Regions from separate parts of the Oryctolagus cuniculus genome. Here region 2 is linked to region 1. The links are chromatin contacts, called in public Hi-C maps. All regions are on one chromosome and are shown on one strand. Each heading gives the region's core, a stretch centred on a gene start, on an enhancer-like site or on the middle of the called end of the contact. The rest is flanking DNA. Distances are from core to core; before and after follow the strand shown.

The links. Hi-C and Micro-C count contacts between places; a contact is called where the count stands out from the background.
Region 2: a contact with region 1 is called in a Hi-C map of skin fibroblasts, with 8 times the contacts expected there. The contact joins the promoter of TMEM229B here to the enhancer-like site in region 1. A contact is called at or near these places in 2 of 6 Hi-C or Micro-C datasets (skin fibroblasts and an unstated tissue).

What each region holds. Positions count from the first base shown.
Region 1 is chr20:13,347,883-13,352,110 of mOryCun1.1, reverse strand. TMEM229B (transmembrane protein 229B) reads left to right here. Exons shown (of 5, transcript XM_070065127.1): 2 at 4,067-4,228. Among named protein-coding and RNA genes, the nearest start is that of TMEM229B, 37 kb to the left of the region's middle. Within about 2 kb of position 2,305, at least 2 of the 8 cell types and tissues checked have an H3K27ac peak or open chromatin away from gene starts, as enhancers often do.
Region 2 is chr20:13,385,816-13,389,598 of mOryCun1.1, reverse strand. TMEM229B (transmembrane protein 229B) reads left to right here and starts at 2,481. Exons shown (of 5, transcript XM_070065127.1): 1 at 2,481-2,639.

The DNA of each region.
Region 1 (4,228 bases), core at 1,056-3,555:
TTTGCCCTTTGTCCCAGTCTCTCAGTTATAGAATCCTAAAACTCTTGGGATTTCCTGAGTGGCAGGATTATCTTGTCATTCATAATGAGTCCCTTTGATTAACCTCTGAGTTTATGCTGATGACATCCTGGGGGCGGGGAGCCTAAGTAGCCTCAAGATGGGGCCAGTGGAGGGCTAGAAAGAGCAACTGAGGACTAGGGGGCTGGGGCTTGCAGCCTTACCCCCACCTCCAGGGAAGGTGTGGAGGGCTAGAGATTAAGTTCCTTGAAAACTCAAACAAGACTTGGGGAGCTTCTGGGTAGCAGAACACGTGGTGTTGGAAAGCGGCTCCCCACCCCCACCATGCCCCGTCTGTCCTCATCTGGCTGTTCCTTTGGATCCTTGATCATAAACCAGTAAAGATCAGCGAGTGCTTCTCCAAGTTCTGTGAGTCCTCCTAGCAAATCAACAGAACCTGAAAAGAGGGAGGTGGCTGGGAACCATGGTTTGTAGCCAGGCGGTCAGAAGTACAGGTGACAAGGGTTTGACTGGCTTCTGAGCTGGGCCAGTCTTGTGGGTCTGAGCCCTCGACATGTGGGACCCAGGGGGCACCTGAAATGAACTGTAGGACGCCCCTTGGTGTCTGTTGGAGAGCTGCCTGGCAGGTGGGAAGACCCCACCCGTCAGCTCACAGAAGGGCAAGGGGATCTGGGAAGGGTTAAGGAAGAGGAGAGTTGGGAAGGAAAAGGGATGGGGTTTGCTGCAGCCTTTCCGGGTCCAGTCTTAGGTTCCCACCGTGGCGACGGGGTGGGAGAGATCTAGTTTTTGGTTTGCTGTCGGAGGAGTTGAGGCTCAAGCCTGCAAGCCCAGCGCACCCTAAATAGTTACAGGGGTGGAGAGAAAATGATGCAGAGGGAATTTCCAGCCAGCAGCTGCTGGTTAAACCTCTTTGGGAAACGAGTCCTGGGTGTGTGAACACTGGATGTGCCTTTTGTGAGTGCCAGTGCATTGTGGGAAGAACAGAACAGGCAGTGCTATTCTCACCTGAACCAGGGCTTGGCCTCTGGCTCCTGCAGGGGCCTGTGCTGTCCCCCAGGCTGTCTGGGATGCTCTGTTCCTGCCCCAGCCATCCTTATGTGTTATTGGACGGGACTTGGGTGTTGTCCAGATCCAAGCCACTGGCTCTGGCCCTGTTCACCTCTCAGTTTGTGTGATGGCTCTTGGAGATGGGAGAAAGAAAAGCAGGCAGCCTCCTATCTTCTCTGATCGGTAGAGCCTTGACGTCGCAAGCCTACATTCATGGTGCTTTGTGGGAGAGGCGCCCTCCATGATGGCGCCAGACATGACTCTGCCTGGTTACTAACACTGGGTGATTCTATCTCCCAGGAATTTGACTGGGCCTTTCTCTACCTTGTTGGTGCATGCATCCAACAGGAGTTCTGTGTTCTCGAGGACTGCATTGCCTGGTGGGGGAAACAGGCACACAGATAGTTTTAGGCTGGAACAAGGTGTTTCACTACAAGGATGGTCCCTGGCTCGTGGGGACATCAGGAACAGAACAGCCCAGTTGCTGTGGGATAAGCAGGATCCAGAGGAAGGGGTGGTGGGGGTGGGTGAGTGCAGAGGATGGCAGGAAGGGAGGACAGGGCCATGGTCTCTGCTTCTTCAAGCTCCCAGGAGTGCCCCAAGCATGCTGATGGAAAAGCCGGTGGACAAACTCAGCTGTGTGTTTGCAAAATAAGCAGCTTAGCGAACAGACTAAGTAGATTACGCGGAATGGAAGACCCGTGCTGCGCGGGCGCAGATGTGTGCCTTAAGGACGAGATGTAGGTGGGAGGCAGTTTGAAGGTTTGCTATGGGGGCCTCAGAGCCTGAGGATGGAAGTTGAATCCAAAGTGTGGATCTCAGCAAGTCCAAGTCCTGAGCCTCTGTTTTCTCCTATGAAATGGAAGTGGTCGCTTCTGCACTCGCTGCTCCGCAGGAGTCCTGGGAGAGTCACAGAGGGGAGAGCCATGAAAAAGTCAGTCCACCTGCACATGAGCTCTTCACCCGTTCATCTGTTCCGAACACTGACGGTGCAGCCCAAGCGGTCCACAAAGGGGCCTCCTGTCCTCTGTCCTCTGGGACCTGTTCCTGGGGGGCAGGGAGTGTTGGAGAGGGCTGGGGACAGCTTGGGGGCAGGGGTGGGACCATCTGCACATAGGAAGCGGAAGGCGTGGCCGGCAGCAGCTTTCTGGGCCAACGGCAGCCAGCGACCAGCAGGCTGGGCGGGCAGAATGTGGTCTTTGGTTTCTGTTTCTGTTTTGGTCTGGGCTTGTGCTAATGCTGTGGCCTGCTCAGGGCCAGAGAAGGGGAAGTACTCGTGGGTGGGATTGAACTCCCCAGGCACAGGGTCACAGTGCTGCTGGTGTGTTTGGGGGGTGGGTATCAGATGTGCCCGGCCATTGCGGCCCTTTCCTTTAGCTGATGGGTACATGCCAGGGTGGTCCCTGTCCACCATCGGCGGCCTGGGGGAGGGAGGAAGAGAGACAGGTGTGTGGGGTGAAGGAGCTGGGGAGAGACAGAGGCAAGGGGAGCCCAACAGCCCAGTGCACTTCACACTGAAGCCAGGAGCCCGGAGTGGGAGATGCAAGGGGTACACACCCCACCCCCCAAAAGTACATCTTCATATAGTGCGTTTCCGATCTCTGAGCCCTATGCATTCACTTCCTCTGGGTGATTGCCTCACAGACTGTCAGCCTGGGGAGCAAAGACCTAGTTACTTCTGCTCAGAGCCTGAGGGTGGAGGCAGGGAGGAAGTGGAGGTGAGTGTCATCTGCTGCGTGGTGGGACTGTGCCTGTGATGCACTGTGCTTGGCTGTCCATGTGGGGGTGACGCCCACTCCCACCCCAGCCGTATACGGAGATCAGCATCCGAGAGACTGATCTGAGTCTCCACAGGGCTCTGTTAGGCCTCAATACTGTCCTTGGGCAGCTGTGCACTGTGTTATAACGGGTTTTCAGGGAAGCTTCAACATCCTCCTTTTAAATTTAAAAACTTTTACTTTATTTGAAAGGCAGTGAGACACACACACTCAGAGAGAGAGAGAGAGAGACAGAGAGATTGAATCTCCCATGCCCTGGTTCATTCACTCCCCAAATGCCTGTAATGACTGGGGCTGGCCAGACTGAAGCCAGGAGCCAGGAACGCTATCTGGATCCCCTCCACGGATGGCAGGAACCCAACCACTTGAGCCATCATCTGCTGCCTCCCAGAGTGCACATTAACAGGAAGCTGGAATGGAGAGGAGCCTGGAGTGGAACCCAGGCACTATGATTTGGGATGCAGGCACCCTAAGTGGGAGCTTAATCGCTGTGCCATGCACCTGCCCCAGCACCTTCATTGTAAAGCAAAAAACGCTGGGATCTCCATCAAATGGACGAGTCTTGGCAACATTGTTAAACATATGTACTTGGCAAAGGGTGTTATAAAGTAAGGTTGATAACAACTTATAGCCAGTTATCGATGTTAAGAGTAATAATAACAATGAGAAAATAATAGTAACGATTGCAAAGTAATAAAGAGAGATAAATATGTATCACAGTCGTGAAATTGCGGGTGGAAGGTTTGAGCAGACTGCTTGTTTGTCTGTGTGCGATTCTGCTTGATGTCCAAAATGCTGCAGCAAATGCCCCACCCTGTCTGGCTCTTGACCACCCTTGACGACAGATGTCCCCACTGCAGGGTGAAGGTGAGAGAGTAATTTGAAGCTAACTGAGGATGGAGCTTGATTCTAAAATTATATCTCTGCTCAGATTGACAAGTGTGCGCTCACTCACTGGTGATGCAAGAAGCCCCAGGTCCTGTCCCCACGGTGTGGATTGTCCCGGCACCATCTCAGGCTCTCATGGCTGGGTTGACCAGACCTGAGCAGACAAAACAGCTGAGAGGAGGTGGCCGGTTCCAGGAGAGGGGCCCTGGTGACTGGGCCCGGAGCCCAGGCCTTTGCAATGTTTGCCTTAGAGCTGTCCCTTCAGCCAGCTTAACTTGGTGGCTCAGGGCAGGGGACAGATGAAGCTAACAAAGGCCTCCTCTTTCATTCCCAAGGGACGCATGGAAGTGATGGAGGTGGCCCGCCCACCAGCCAGGGCTCAGCTGAGTCCCGTGGCTGATGCTTGCCCACGCTGCTGAGAATGGCACCAAGCTCCAGTGTGGAACCAGGACAGCGGCTGGCCCCGGACCCTCCTGGACACCGATCCTGATGTCTGT
Region 2 (3,783 bases), core at 1,232-3,731, 37 kb before region 1:
CAGGTGCAATAGGCCCTCCGGGTGGGGAGCCTAGCGGGTGTCTCGCTTCATCAGACAGACCTTGCTGCCCGAGTAACTGAAGCTGCTTCTCACCAGAATCCCTGAGATGGGGCTGTCCACTGCCTCTCTGACAATGTCCCGGGGACAGCCTATATGCCTGCCTATAGCGCTGACCCCTTTCCCTTCTCCCAGTCTTTGCTCCCACAGAAAGGATCCCATAGATCCTTGTTATAGAACGACCTTTGTGTACTGAGGACTTCACAGACATTACACTGTCACAGAATGCTTATGAAGAAGGCATATTCTCTCCATTATACAGAGGAAGATTGCCACTCCATTATACAGAGCTCTTGCCACTGGCTCCACGTGGCTATGTATTTCCTATACTGGTTTGAGGAACCCAATGTAACTCCTCCTTGTTGGAAACCCAGTATTTTCCATAAGAGTGGCTTGGGCAGCCAAGAGCAGGGTATATATTGGAATAAGCTTAGAATTCCTTGTCCTCATTGTCTACCCCCAGTTTTGGGATGCACCTTTGTTGATCTTTAAACACCCTGGGCAGGTACAGGAGGTTAAGGGAAGACTCAGGGCCCCATCAGACAATTATGGGAAGACATAAGATCAGGGTAGGTTCAGGTTCAGAGAAAAGCAGCCCAGCTTCTTGCCCAGAGTGGGGCAAGAACAGCTGGATGAACCTGAGGTTCCTTTTCTTAGAAGACTCCATGCTGCCTTGAACTTTTTTTTTTTTTAAAGATTTTATTTATTTGTTTGAGAGCAGATTTACAGGCAGTGAGAGGAAGAGACAGAGAGAGAGAGAGAGAGAGAGAGAGAGAGAGAGATCTTCCATCCTCTGGTTCACTCCCCAGATAGTCGCATCGGCCAGAGCTGAGCCAATCCGAAGCCAGGAGCCAGGAGCTTCTTCCAGGTCTCCCACATGGGTGCAGGAGCCCAAGGACTTGAGTCATCTTCCACTGCTTTCTCAGGCCATAGCAGAGCTGGATTGGAAGAGGAGCAGCTGGGACTTGAACCAGCGCCCGTGTGGGATGCCGGCACTGCAGGTGGAGGCTTAGCCCACTATGCCACAGCACCGGCCACTGGCTTGAACTTCTGAGGGCTGTTTGTCACCGTGGCATGGTTTAAGGTTTAAAAAGGGGTAAGGAGGCAGGTCTTCAGCACAGTAGTTAAGATGCCCATGTCCCACATTGGAACGCTTGGGTTCAATTCCCAGCTCTGGCTCCTGACTCCAGCTTCCTGCTAATGCAGACTCCGGGAGGCAGTGGTGACAGCTCAAGCGACTGGGCTCCTCCATCCATGTGGGAGACTGGGATTGAGTTCCATGGGCACTTGAGAAGTGACCCAGTGGATGGGAACCCGAACCCTCTCTTCTCTGTCTCTTGAGTAAATAATAATAAAAAAAATTAAACAAAGGGAGGGGGTACAGGTAGCAATCTCTCCTGTCTTCCCTCTCCCCATTTGCTCTCCCTGGAGACTGAGAAGCAGCCTTGATGCCAGAATCAGGCCCAGACACACAGTGAGTCTGCATGAGGATCAGAAAAGGGCATTCCTGGGGCTGATGCTGTGGCACAGTGGCTTAAGCCACTCCCTGCAACACATCCCATGTATGAGTGCTGGTTTGAGTGCGGGCTCCTCCACTTCCAAGCCAGCTCCCTGCCAACGTGCCTGGGAAGGCAGAGGAAAATGGCCTGAGTACTTGGGCTCCTACCACCCATGTAGGAGACCTGGATGGAATTCCAGAATCCTGGCTTTGGCCAGGCCAAGCGTCAGCCATTGCGGCCATTTGGGAGTGAACCAATGGATGCAAGATCTCTCTCTCTCTCTCTGTAACTCTGCTGTCAAATAAATAGATAAACAGATAGATAGATAGATAGATAGATAGATAGATCTAAAATAAATGCATAAATAGAATGTCCTTTCTTCTCGGCCGAGGCGGCCAGCGCCAGGACCCAGGCTCTGCGTGGGAATGGGGATTTTGTTCCCACCCCAGCCCATCCTTTCCGCAGGGTATTCCTGCATGGTATTTCCCACATTCATATCATGGAATCCGCAGGCTTGCAGGATGACAGCCATTATATTCACCTCCCAATACAGGAATGCAGACTGACCTCATAAGGAACACATTCCGTTTATCTTGGCGGCACACATGAAATCATGGACGTTGGAGACTCAGCCCTCGCCATAGGCAAATTCCTCCACTTTCATAGGCCTCAGTTTCTCCATCTTGGAGATGGGGATCATAAAAAACAAAAGACCTTGCACGGCTGTTTCACGAGGCCGGCGCACAGTGGGCCTGCAACACCAGGGCACGGGTGGTTCTCAGGGAGCCCAGGCCTGCGGGACACCCACAGTGGATGCTATACACGCGGTCCCAGCGACTCCTGCGAGCTGGGAGGTGCCGCCTCGCCCTGCGGACACCTTAAATGCAGGCGGGGTGGCGGGGAGCCCTGCATCACAGCCCCACCGGCGCTGCTGCGGCCCCGAGCCGAGGACCGGGCCGGCGCCCCCTGCTGCAGGAAGCGGCCAGGTCGGCGCCGGCGGGTGAGCAAGGAGTTAAGCCGGGCCGGGGGCAGAGCGCCTGTCAGACACGAGCATGTGCAGTTTGCACCGCATCCGTACTATGGGTGAGTGCCGCCGCCGCCGCAGCGAGGGGCTCCGTTGCTCCCGAGCCGCGGCGGCTGCAGCCCCCCGGCCCCCGCGCCGGCGAGCGCTGCGGGACTAGGCGCGGCGCCGAGGGCCAGGCGGCTCGGGGTGGGGGGTGGGGGGGACGCGCGGCCCGCAAGTCGGCGCGGGGGGAGCCGGAGCGCCGGGCGTGGGGGCGGGGAGCAGGCGGCGCAGGAGAGCGCCCCGAGTCCCGGCGCGGGAGGAGGAGCGGAGCCTGCCGGGGAGACGGCGCTCCTGGCGGCACCTGCGCCCGGCGGGCGGCCGGCCCTGCCCTGCCCCTGCCCCTGCCCGCCGCCCCGACCCCGCACCGGTAGGTGTCCTCGATGCCCGCAGAGAGAGGGAAAGAGAGGCCTTTCCGCCGGCCGCCTGGAGAGGTGGCCGCGCCGGCCGGGCAGCGCCGAGCGCCGGGGGGCGCGGGCGATGGGGGCAGTGATGGGGAAGACCGGGCGCCCGGGCTGGGGGCACTGCCGGATTTCGCTTCCTCTCTTTGCTTTCGGTTTCGAAGCGGCTGCCCCGGGCCCGAGAGCGAGCTGCAGATGATTTGGTGCGCCCGAGGCTGGCTTCCCTGCGGGGGATGGGCGCCCAGGGGGGCGTGTTGGGGAAGGGGGTGCACGCTGGCAACTTTCCCGGCCTGAAACAAAGGGGTGTCGGGGCGAGACGAGGGGGAAGGGGCCAAAGCCGGGGATCGCCGGCCGCGGAGGGTGGACACCTCTTCCCCCGGCGAAGAGCACCCCGCAGGCTTCCTCGGGAGGACGGAGGAGGGCGCCCGTCTGGGTGGAACTGGGGAGCCAGGGCTTGGCGCTGGGAGCCCGGCCCCTGCTGAGTTTGAGGCTGAGGACTTTGCGGAAGGGGAGGGGGCGCCTTCAAAATGACCCTGCTGCCTTCTGCGGCGGAGGTTGGCGAAGCTGGGGGACTGCGCACCTGGGCGTCCTGTTCTGCCCAGGTCCATGCCAGGGCTGGCTCAGCCCCCGGGCTGCCACTCTCCACCTGCCCTCGCCGGGCGCTGGAGGGCTGGGATGGAGAGCATTACAGCCCTGCTCCTAGCAAGGACGCAGGCTCTGGCGGCTTTCCCAGGTGTCTTCCTTCCCCTCCGTGCGTGCCCAG